Linked DNA regions of Triticum aestivum: region 1 is linked to region 2. A link is a contact called in public Hi-C data. All regions are on one chromosome and are shown on one strand. The core of a region is the stretch at or near the end of the contact, and the rest is flanking DNA. Distances in the headings are between cores, read along the strand shown.

Region 1 (6,078 bases), core at 600-3,099, 550 kb after region 2:
TCGGAACCCGCAAAAGATTAAGGATGGAAACTTTCTCGTGTTTGCCATTGGGCAAGTTACCTGAAAATGAAATTCGGGTTAATCGAATTCTGGAGAGTAGCTCCCAGGCGACGATGGAGACACCACGACAAGGCCTCAGATGGGAGACCTAGAATCGGGGACGATGAGACGGCGGTGCCACCGATGGAGGGGAGTCAAAGGCACGTGAGGGAAGGGGACACTAGCAACAGGTGGCGATCGCGTGGGAGGTAGGGAGGGGTTGTAACTGCGCAGTGGCGGTGACGAGGTGTCCACCATTGGATTTGGTTTGTGACATGGTGGCCGCTGCTCGAGCTGGAAGCCGTCGAGGAGCCACAATGCCCGCGATCTCTCACGCCTCTCGCCCCGGGCCTCCTCTCTAGTAAGGCTGATTGCGGTGGGACACTGGTCGACTGGGATTTGCTTGGCGGTGGTTGTTCAGGGTTTGATGTGGTGCGTACCGACCGGCCAAACTCCAACTCATGGTGCACACTCGAGTTCCTCCTAATTTGCAGTGCGAAATTCAACGGGCTTAAAATTGTAGGCCCACATAAGATATGCTCACGTTTTCAGCACTAGCCTTTCTCTTGCAAATGTTTATAAACAAATCCTATTCCATGCATACACGTGGACTCGTGGATACCAAGCAAATGAGCATGCCACATTTCCGGCCGGCCTAGTGCGGGCGAGACGTGGCCTACCAAAGATACTTTATAAATTTTGCATATATTTTCTATCATTTTGTGACATTTCTAAAAGTCTGCACACATTTTTACAATTTTTAAATCATAGAGGTATTTTGGAAAAGAAAATTCATTTTCATTTTTTGAAGTCTTATTCATTTCCCATAGAAGGTGAAATTTTTTCCATTTTTTCATGAACTTATTTTTCACATTTTCCATAAAACTTGTGAATTTGCAGAAAAACCAGAAAAGAATAAAAAACGACACCTTGATGTGGGACGACCCAAAAGTCACGTAAGGGTGCATGTTTTCTCCCTATTCTGCATGTTTTTTTTATTTGTATTTTTTTTGCTTCTCTTTTATGTTTTATTTGGTTTGTCTCCATTTTTGGTTTTTTTATTTCTATTTTTATTCTATTTCCATTGTTTTTCTTCTTATTATTATTTCCATTTTTGTTTTAAATTTAGATGTTAGAATAAAATGTAAACATTTTGTCTATATATTAATTTTTTTAAACGTAGAACATTTTGTCCATTTTTGTTTCCAATGCACGTTGAATATTTCCTAAATACATGAGGAACATTTTGAATATATCTTAAATATACATTGATTTTTCTAAACATATGTTGAACAAATTTTATACATGATGAGCTTGTTCTAAACATGTTTAGTTTTTGAAAAATTACAGGAATATTTTTCAAATGCGTTTACACTTTGTAGAAAATGCATAAAATAAATTTTAGGAGGACATGATTATTTTATATATGTGCACACACACATATTTTTTAGTTGTTTATTATTAAAATTGTTATCTTTATATAAATTAGTAAGACAATTTATTTCTTTTAAATATAATAAAAAAATTTTGTGTCTGTCTGAAAATATATTACTCCCTCCGAGTGAGTAGTGTATTTTAACCTTTTGTTTTTTGAGGGCATTAGTGTATTTTACATTTTTAGCTAAAAAACCTGCGCTACTTGTGCCGGCCCATGAAAGACGTGCGTGAGCGACCAGGTCGTATCGCTCGCAGCGGGCGGTGTATAGTAGCTCCCCTTCGTCGCTCTACTCGCCAGCTCGGATTGAAGAAAGTGTTGCTCGGGGCCCACCACGAGCTCGCGATACGCAAGCCCATAATTCCTCTTCCCCTTGTGTCTAAAAAAATAAATCAAATTCCTCTTCCCCTCTTCTGCTCCGGCGACTCGCCGATGTCCTTACCGCTATCCGGCCACCGTACCATCCTCCTTCTCATCCTCATCGAGCTCCTAGTCCCGCTCCGGTGCGCGGGGGAGTCGGCGACGTGCCTTGCCGTGTACCGCGAGGGCGGCGCGCCCGCGGTGTACCAGTCCGCGCACTGCTCCCGCTGGACCATCCTCTCCGACGGCGAGGGAGATGGGGACAAGGGCTCCTCCCCCCCGCAGCCGAGGAGGTGCCATGTGGCGGCTCACCGTGGCCGCCGCCGCTCCCAGGAGGACCGCGCCGTCTGCGCGCTCGGCATCCGCATCCCCTTCATAGGTACCTGCACAACACGGAGTTAGTAAATCAAATCCGCAATTTACACGCGGTGTTGCATTGCAGCTATGAGGGGGAAGGACGAGGGAGTATTGAGAAATCATGTGCAGTTAACCAGAACTTCCAGGATTGTACTGGCGACCTTGCTTATTAATTAGAATGCACTTATTATTATGCTTCATGAACTCTGAGCTAGAAATGAGGAATGAAAACAGTATTCTGCTTCTGGTTTACTGGTACTATGATTTTTGCTCCTGAATGTTAGTTGGCATCTCATGTCAGAGAGTGTAGTCACTAAGAAATTGTAAAATGGGAGTGGGAAGCTGGATATCATGTTGGAAGGATAATAGTTTGTGAATGTACTGGGCGCTTTCTGCAGAATAGTTTCCGGCAGAGTTTATTAGGCCTAGCACAGCATCTTTTTCCTGCCATTAAGGTTGCATATTGTGAGACTGCGAGTTGCTCAAGTTGACTAGTGCTTCATGACTCATATGTCTAGGGATAACAAGCTGCTATTAGCCTATTACGTAGTCAGCCAAATGATTTGTAGAAATACTTTTCAAAGTGCTTTGGTCATTGTGATTTTATGCTCGATCCTTTAACATGCACCCTGTTCATTTGTAATCTGATCCTGGTTAACTTGCTATATTATACAGAGCAAATGAGGATTAAAGAGGTGGATGTAGGAGTGATGGCAATATTTGATGGTCATAATGGAGATGAGGCCAGTGAGATGGCTTCTAAGCTCTTACTGGAGTACTTGTTGCTTCATGTTTATTTTCTTCTTGATGGTATATACTCCATCATGTTCAGAAACTCAACTGGAAAGCTGACACATAAGGAAGTTACTATTCTTAACAGTGTTCTTAACCTGTACAAAGAGGATCAGTCCAATCACGGCCAGAGGTTTGTCTTTTATCATGCCCTTTAATCCATGTAAATAGTTCTGGTTGTGTTTACACTATGGAGTTACATCCTGTTTACAGCATGATGATTTTGATGTTTCCTTGATCTCCGAATGCTATTAAAGTATTAATGTTTATATGCCACTTTCAAAGAATCTGAACCTTGTTTTCAGGGAAATAAAAGTTGTTCATGGTTCTAAAAAAGTGCAGGTCATGTTGGACATCACCCACTATTCTAGATCGATCTTTTCACATGGAAATTCTGAAGGAATCATTATTGAGGGCAGTTCAGGATATTGACCTAACATTCTCCAAGGAAGGTCTCATTTTCGTAAGCAAATTTAAACTTCATTGTGCACGTTCGTAAGAATTGAAAAGAGTTATTTGGCATCTGTAATGCAGGAAGCTTTACGAAAAAATTTCAAGTCCGGTTCAACAGCTACTGTGGTCTTGATAGCCGATGGCCAAATCATAACAGCTAATGTAGGAGATTCAAAAGCATTTTTGTGCTCACAAAGTCATGCCCCATACCGCCAAAAGAGTTAGTCTTCTTTCTTTTATTATTTAAATAACTTACCCAAATGGATGTTGCTTATTCTGGATGTTTAAGCACTGATACTTCTGTCCTGTCAACTACTCTCCTACTCTTGCTGGCAAGCATTTTCTTGCATTTTATTTTCTCCCTCCCCCTGTTACCTTGTCTCTCCAGATCCCATACTCTTTCAGTCTCATACATATTACAGATTTATAGGCTATATTTATCTGGGCTGAAAATATCAAGGCATACTACTAATGTTATCCTAATTCCTATCCTCCTTGGATCCATGTTTCTTTGAGCAATGTTTATAATAGATTGTATGAGACACGATTAGCACTGTCTGGTGATCCACATTGCCTCGGTATGGGATTTGACATCCTTGTAGATAATGCTGCAGAAACCAAGTGGCAATCTGGGAGAGTATAGGTGCGCCATGACTTTGGCGAAAAAACAAAAATCAAAATCACCATAATATAGCCGAAGTACATATGGTGAGAAATGTTGAAAACGCCACATTTTAGCTTTTAACTGTAACTTTTGAAACTGCCACGTTGCATTGTTCATGTCGTGATGCATCATTATCTCTTGTCTTAGCATGGCCTTAGTTTTAGTACAAGCTTCTCCTCATTAGACATTAGTGCATGCTTTGCTGTTAGGGGGCCTAGCCTTCATCCTTTTATGTGACTACCTGCATGTGCATTAGTCTTAAGACATTGCCTAGCTGGCTGCGTTCAATAATCGTTTTTAATCTTTTCTAGGTAGTTTAGGGTAGTATAGTTTTTCAGTTTTGTTCTTGCTTTTGCTAGTTTCTTTTCCATTTTGGTTGTTAGTTTCGCCCCATCATGGTGCCCCTTCTAATACAAAATGACATGAATTTTGATGCATGTTCAAGGAAAAACAATTCTGTACTTATAATATCATGGTAGAAAATTTTCTGTTAGGCTACTGAGTAATAATTTAGGCAGGTTGCAGTAACCAAGACCAATATTGGTTCATTTATGGATCAAATCATGAAAGAACTGTGGTAACAAAAATTCTTCACTTCTAGACTTCTAGTTGAACAGGAGATGCTCCAAAATTACACATTTTGCTGCTTCATACAGATAATACCTTCTGCTTTAAATGGTCTCTACATCCTGATCTGCTTGTATGATGACTTGCACTGTGGACTTGTGGAGAAACAATAATCAGAAAGCTTCCATTATCAGGGAAACGGAGAAGAAAGAGAAACTCTAGCAATCATGAGGACTTTGCTTTGGCAAACTATGGTGGACCACTTTACAATGTAAAGGAGTTAACCAGGGACCATCATCCGGATAGAGAGGATGAGAGAAGGCGTGTAGAAGCTGCTGGTGGTTATGTTCTTGAGTGGGCTGGTGTATACCGTGTTAATGGTGAGCTCGCACTATCTCGAGCTATTGGCGACGTGCCTTTTAAACGGTTAGTACGCAATCTATTGAGTTCTTTTTCTCCAATTATGTATAACCTACCAGTTTCCCAAGGTTTTTAATGTATTGGAGTTTGCATCTTGAAAAATAGAAAAGTTACATATAGCCCTACTGCATTTTATTCAAGAGTAAATTTCACCAAACTGCAAGTATCGTGTACAAAGTACAAACTCTCAGAAAACTACGGATTTGGGGATCAATACCAAGAACTATAGATGGTTCAGTTTTATGATTTATCACATAACTGCATGTTGTAGGGTGCACTGAACATTCCATTTGGTCTACTAACTTGGGCCACAAGACAGCCTCTCAAAATAGTGCACCAGTTCCAGGCAACGAGATAAGAGCTGATCAATTGGAATTTACTCATAGAACCGCTGCACAATTCTCTGAGGATGGCTTGTGCGCCCAGATGGTCAGTCCGCACCGGAAGTCGGTGCACGATGAAAATTGATGTAATTAATCACGGAACCTGTAGTTTTAAACCTGTCATTCTGCGAGTTATAGTGTTACTTACAGAAGAGATTTAGGATCTTATTGGTTTGGGATGTATCTCTGTTAACTGGAAATATTAAAATAAGTTGTTACAGTCCGGCTCTGTATTATGCATGGCACCCCATCCCTGTTCATTAAGAAAGAATGAACTAGTCTTATATCTCCCAGAGTCCTTGCTCTAGTTTGTCTCTACCCCCAGCAGGCACAAGTGTTATTCTTTCTTCAAGTCGTTTCTGTCCAACCTCACTATGACAGATGCTTAACCCCATTACTTACTAGCATACATGGGCAACATTATTTGATTTGAAGTAATCATAACAAAGCCAAATAAAAGAATGCTCAACATATACAGACAGTATGAAGTGTGCATACTGAGCTCGCCCAAACTCAACATGCACAGCCTCAACATGACACTCCCCTCACTGGGTTGAATGTGGACGCCTGGACGGCATAGTGAGAACTGAGAAGAGTTCTCAGAAAGC
Region 2 (6,397 bases), core at 3,280-5,779:
ACCACCTCCGAGCCATAATATGTGTCGCAGTTTTGAACTAACCACAGTTCAAAACTGCAACACTTATTTTGGATCGGAGGAAGTACTATTTTTCATCTGTGACAATTCTTGCTAATCAGGGCCATGTTGCTTAAATGGTAGTCTAACAGGAGTGCACATTTTTATGATTGCATATGTTGTTCAATTTTTCTGTACTCAAGTTGAATCCACATCTTAAAGAAATGCATATGTATTGTATTACTAAGCTCAGAGCTTTAAACGTAACTATGAGAACATACTTCTTTGCTTGTTAATTTGGTTAGCATTTTTTTGCATGTTTCAGGCAAAGAGGACACTGCTGATGAAACATGAGGCAGAGACAAAAACAAATGCCTATTGGCTTGGTTTGCTAGCCCATCTGCAGTCTACATCCGTGCCGAGAAAGGTATTCTGTATGTGAGGTTTATAAGTGCATATTCTATAGGAAACTAGAACAGAAATAGACCCGACTCTCCAAGCCCTGGTTTCACGGAGACTCCGGCTGCATAATCCTTGTGCCACTTTACTGTGGTGAACTCCATGTAGTTACTCTGACTAGATTTTCTTGATGCAAGTTTTCTAGACGAACTTCTGAAAGCCTGCTGACCCACGACCATCTCGATGATAGTTATGATCATGTAATTATTGGTTGAGAAGTTTGTTGATATATCAAGAAGTTCCAGGGGTTGCTGTATGAGTAGCAGAAGGAAAACAAATAAATCTACTCCCTCCGTCCCAAAATAAGTTGTACTAAATCGGCGACACTTATTTTGGGACAGAGGGAGTTCTTTTTCTTTTTTTCGAGAAAACGCAGAGGACTGTTGCGTTTCATTGCATTGAAAAGATAGGGAGGGGACAGAGGGAGTATGTTCTATGCTCTTGGTTATACTCCACCAGGCTGCAAGTATGACTCTATGGTTTGGCTGACACTTGACCATGCACTCAGGGCATTCAGTGTGTTTACTGAACCAAGTATAACTAAACCTTCTGCTTTAAAAAAAATGCTGACTTGGCCAAGACCCTGCCTCTGAATAATTCGGGCTGTAGAGCCTTCCCTAGAGGAAATTTTTAACAGCAGTTTGCATTACATGTATCTGCCAATGTATGATCACATGTTAAATCTGTATAGATTGTATCTTTTTCGTGTTAGATATTATCATTTGTTGGATCCCAGTCCATATCTTATCCTTCATTAGTTTTTTGTGCTATTAGTTTCCATACTAGTTTCATTTCCTCTTCTCTTGTTGTATCACTGTCTTACTGTAGTTCATCTCTTCCAATTAAATGCAGGATATATCCTGTATTAAGGAATTGACAACATTGTATGAAAGTGCCACAATTGAGGACTTGTATCTTGCATATGAGCACTTGAAAGTTGACGATTCATCTTTATTTGCCTGCATCGGGATTGCTGGTGCTGAATCTGGTGAAGAAGTGAACGGTACGTAATAAAAACATTGATGATAAAGTTGCACAGTTTGTATGAATCTTATTCGGATTTGAGCAAAGTTTAGTACATGAAAATGGCCGTATATTGTTTATTTGTTTGCTGTATGGTAGATGCATTTTTTACATCAGAATTTGTAGTTTCATCCATTTATTTTTCATTTAATTGTCAGCAGATGATGAGCCTGAGTTGGGGCTTCCTGGTATGGTTCCCATGGGAGGTCGGGGTCTATCTACTATGACCAGACCAACCACATGATCTCTACACATTTTCACGCCCCAACTTTCTCAAGGTGTGTAACATTGTTATCAATTGAATCATTCCATATCCAGTGTTATACAATGCTTTTGTGAAACCTGCAGACTTTTTTTTTCTTCTGATTATAACTGGCCCCATACACAGGTATCAAGTATCAACCTAGCTCCTGAAGAGGGGATCTGCATTGCCATGTGGAGACTAGACTGATGGCAGTCGTTTGCTAGCGGGTAATGTCCACCCACTGGTTTGATTGGATCAGGCCGATAGTTATTCAATGCACATTGCAACAGAAAGCGTTGGTTGTTGCATTTTGTCCGAGAAACATTGAGTTGATTGTTGGCAAGGTCTTGAAAGGTTTACTTGGCAGGCCATGCCCACATGTATAGCGGTGAACGATTTGATTCTTGCAGGTTCCTCGGTTGTTGTAACTTGTAACTAGGATTCTTCAGGTCATTGCAGAAGATATAGGATGACAGTAGAGAATCAATCACTCCCAAGACACTGTGCAACGGCTAAGTAGCACAGGTCATTGTAACACAATAACGGTGAAATAATAAATAGCATAGGCTCGTGTAAGTTTTTACTACTGTTATTTCTTCTCACAGTTGTAATACTTGAGGTATTTATAATGAGAAAGATACAGAGTTTTGGTTATAGCTACTCTGGTTCCACTATTTTGGGAGCCTTGGCTGAATTATGTTTTGAGCCTGAGGTGTCAAATTGAATGCTCGCGGCCACGGGAGCCCCTCTGGGGCATCCGATAAAATATCAGGGAAAAGATCAAGTTGATTATTCGCTGATGGAGTTTCGTCCAAAAGCTCGGGTTGACGGGGAGAGACGACACTGCTGGTTTGCTGAAGTGGTAGGTTGTCATTCACGTAGTTGATCCTGTTGGCCACATGAACGCTACCTGATGCCGCCGCAGTCCACGGTCCGCGTGGTCCATGCGGGGACGGAAGCCGTACCCGTACGCCTGCCTCTCGTCCACTCACCGCGGGTCAAATGCGTCAGCCAGGGCTTCCAGAAACAACGCCCGCCGTGCAAGCATCATGTGTGTGTGCCACGACCAAGTCTGAAGTCCCCCTCTCGCCAGCACGAGCAAGGGCAATGGACATGAAAGAGAAACCCAGTCGGGGAACGAGCAATTTGCAACTCGCTCGTTCAAACTTCTCCCGTGTCCAGTTTTTTCAAAAAGAATGCATGCATGTAGCTAGCATGTTGAGAAGACCAGGAGCTGTTGCCACTGGCACTGCGACTTTGTGATCACGGAGGGAGGCCTTTTTTACAGCTCAGACTTCCAGTTGGGGCGTCGGTGAGATGCTCGTGCCCGTTCAGCCTAGCGCCGATTCTCTCAGCGGAAGTCGTACAATCTGGTCGGCACTCGGCAACCGACGGCACAGACCAAAATTAAGTCAAACAAAAGGATATTACATTCAAAAAGAAAAGGTGAAGCAAATATATAAATGAACGAAAAAACTGTGTCAAGAGTGGGATTTGAACCCACGCCCTTTCGGACCAGTACCTGAAACTGGCGCCTTAGACCAACTCGGCCATCTTGACTTGGTGATATAGGTGCGTATAAAGTTTATTTGTTAGTGTAGCAGCCTGTGCGCTCCACCAACGATGCGCATATCCACCTGCCGTTTGGCTGACCAGACCAGTACCTTCTCCGTCAGTTGAAGTCCACAAGATGATTTCGACATAGCTAATCCGTACCCACCACTAATTCTGCCACGAGAGATGCTCGATGCTTCAACTATTTCCATTTTCTAAAGTCTCCTCCCCTAAATACAAAATAATCTTAGGCATCACGACACAACGGGGACAAAAAGAAGACATGCGCGATAGTCAACCGAATATTATCACATGATCTCAAGCCGACGCCTTTGACCACTAGCCCAACACAATCAACAAAAGTAGAAGTATGAACAAATCATATATGGGACCACATTTCAATTCCCTTTGTTACCAAATACTAGTACATGTACAATGGCAAATCAACCAAACGACATCCCTATCTACCTTTTTTGAATTTTCCTCACCAACACCACTGTTCCAAAAAATGGTTAATGCGAAAACAATAGTACAGAAAAAATTAATCCTTATCACAAAATCTTATGATTTCCTTCCATTTTATCACTCGGCGTCGCCTGCCTTTTTTTCTTATGAGCATTGCGTCACTCCGCATCTTCTTGGATGGTGCTGAGCGGCTTGAGGGCCTTCCTCGCCGGCGGAAACGCAGCCACGGCAGCCTTCTTGCCGATCCACGCCGGACCACCCGAGGCCGTCGCAGAGTACTCCCCAAGGGTCCTCTCGTTCAGCTTCGCGTTGACCTGTGCGTCCACGTCGCCACGCCTGCCCTCGGCGTGCACCGGCGTGACGCGCACCTTCCTGATGCCGGCGCCGCGCCCACGCGGCCGCGCTCTAGTCGCCAGCGCCTCGCTAGCCCGCACCGCCATGGCCGCCATGTCGGCGCTCGAGAGGGGCCGCCCGAGCATCGCCTGGGGGAGCACGAAGTATATCTGGCCGGGACGGAGCAGCTCGCCGCCGCCGAGCGCCGGCACGTCCTCGTCGAAGTAGAGCGCGTCGGAGCTGCACAGGAAGAACGAGTCGCCCGCATTGCCTGCGCGGAGGACGTCGGAGACGCTGACAGGCGAGGAGGCGGCGAACTCCGTCAGCGAGCCGTCGGCGGCGATGACGCGGGCCGACGACGGCTGCTGCTGGGGCGCGACGCTGCTCCGGTGGTTGTGAGAGAGACCTGATCCCATCCACGGTTTTCTGAATACAGGTTGAATGGTTTTGGTGTTTGGTGAGGACGGGACGCGGAAAGAAGCTGTATATATAGCCACGACGCGCCCAACGTGGAGGACAGTAGGAGTCCAGGGCACTCCTTTCTTTATTTATTGCCGCTCCCTTGCTTTTGGTGTTATTGTGAGCTTGTCGCCCTTCTCGATTCTCAGTTTCTCATGGTGGGCACTCCTTTCTTTATTTATTGCCAAAGCAATCTTGTTTTCTGCCACTTAAATGTTGCAAATAGTGCCTGAGTATAACTGTATAAGGATACATGTACTCTAATATTTCCCATCTATATACGAGAGTTAGACGCATCCTAGTTTGTTCTTCGAAATCCGGCAAATAAGATTTTCACTTAGAGAGCCAATGGTGTGATCGCGACAAACTTTTCATATAAAAACATTCCCTCTGTTATATTGGTGTAAAAAGGTTAGCCAAGGAAAAATTCCATGGTATTGTTGGTCGAAAAACAAAATAAACACTATAGAAGTTACTACTCGCATTTTTTTGTCCTTGAGATCCCCCCCCCCCCACCCCCCAAAGCCAACAGGAATTCTTTTCCTCGCAAAACATTTTAGGTATAACAAAAGGTCAAGTTTATTTCAGATTGTTTTTAGAAATTTTGACTTTTTTCAAATTACTATTTTTTCTTTCATACCAAGTGTATATGCACCTAGGAACCGGAGAATATTTCATCGCAGAAACCGGCCAATAAACTAGTCGCAAAGATAAAGAAAACACATGCATTCCAATTTCCAATTAACGAAAGATGAAGCCAATCAAAAAATTCTACTGGATCCGCTTCTGGTGTAAATGATAGTCCACTTCTATTCCTCAATTATAAGCATTATGTATTATCATAGGATTTGCTAGATGGCATCGGGATGTGGGATCAACACAATGCCTCTTTCTTTCACGTAGTAATACGTGTCTCATTAATAATATAAAAATTCAGTTACAAGCCACGTAAATATCGATATTACAGGATTGAAAAGATATGATAATCCTATGCAAAAGACCAGCGCCTGACCCTCTCCACTATGAAAAAGGAGATAGATCACCTCTTCACCCGAGCTCGACGCGGCTCCATCGCTGATCAGCAGCTTTACGGATCTCTAAAGTAGTTTGCCTGAAGTAAAACCATTGTCGTTGAAAGAATCAGACCGAGGCAACGTGTTCTCAGACATGCCATCGAACTCCAGAACTGACACCCCCACATGACTAATCGTCGGAGAAGGAAACCAGAACTGTCAGCCTTCAACCACAAACCCAGCACAAGATGCATCATCTTTCAGCTGTCACTTCCGTAGACAAGCGTCTGCGCGTACTCCTGGACGACAAAACCTCCCTGCTCCACCATGACGTCGGAGACAACGCCGCAGCAACGGGGATGGAGCAGAAGGAGAGACACACCTGATGGAGTCGCCGTCGCCGCCTCGCCGACACCATCCATGAACCCTAACATCGCCGATCTGAAGGATCGACAAATACATGATGCCAGCAACTCTGAAACGCCGCCATGAAGGACACCGCCGGTGTGAAAGTGGAGTTGAGGCAAATTTATTCATCCGGATGCCGCTCCCACTACTCCAACGATGCACCACGACCTACAAATCTAAATCCTAACTACGGAGCGAATGAACGGGTCCTCCCTCCCTCCTGCCGCCAGAGCAGCAACCGGAGAGAGGGGAGGCCAGCGCCCTCGCCGTGGGAGATCGGTAGAAAAAGATCGCCTCCCCGTGGCGGCGGCTAGGGTAGATCAACACAATGCCTCGTTGTAGGCTTGTAGCTGTCTCCACCCTGCAGCAAACAAGATACGTAGAAATGTACAAAACACCGACTCATCCCATGAAGCTCTACCATTAGTTTATTTTTTTCGGC

What was found. A called contact is a pair of places that touch in the nucleus more often than the background predicts.
Region 1: a Hi-C map of leaf shows a contact between it and region 2, with 5 times the contacts expected there. The contact joins the promoter of LOC123148384 here to the promoter of LOC123152269 in region 2. A contact is called at or near these places in 2 of 5 Hi-C or Micro-C datasets (both in leaf).

What each region holds. Positions count from the first base shown.
Region 1 is chr7A:577,293,402-577,299,479 of IWGSC CS RefSeq v2.1, forward strand. LOC123148384 reads left to right here and starts at 1,850. Exons shown (of 20, transcript XM_044567778.1): 1 at 1,850-2,213; 2 at 2,867-3,116; 3 at 3,326-3,435; 4 at 3,522-3,656; 5 at 4,862-5,093. The coding sequence starts at 1,907.
Region 2 is chr7A:576,744,468-576,750,864 of IWGSC CS RefSeq v2.1, forward strand. LOC123152269 reads right to left here and starts at 4,530. Exons shown (of 1, transcript XM_044571858.1): 1 at 3,662-4,530. The coding sequence starts at 4,491. The coding sequence ends at 3,901. TRNAL-CAG (transfer RNA leucine (anticodon CAG)) reads right to left here and starts at 3,283; the gene lies at 3,203-3,283. LOC123148380 (stromal processing peptidase, chloroplastic) reads left to right here. Exons shown (of 25, transcript XM_044567772.1): 22 at 323-424; 23 at 1,309-1,459; 24 at 1,641-1,757; 25 at 1,868-2,379. The coding sequence ends at 1,723.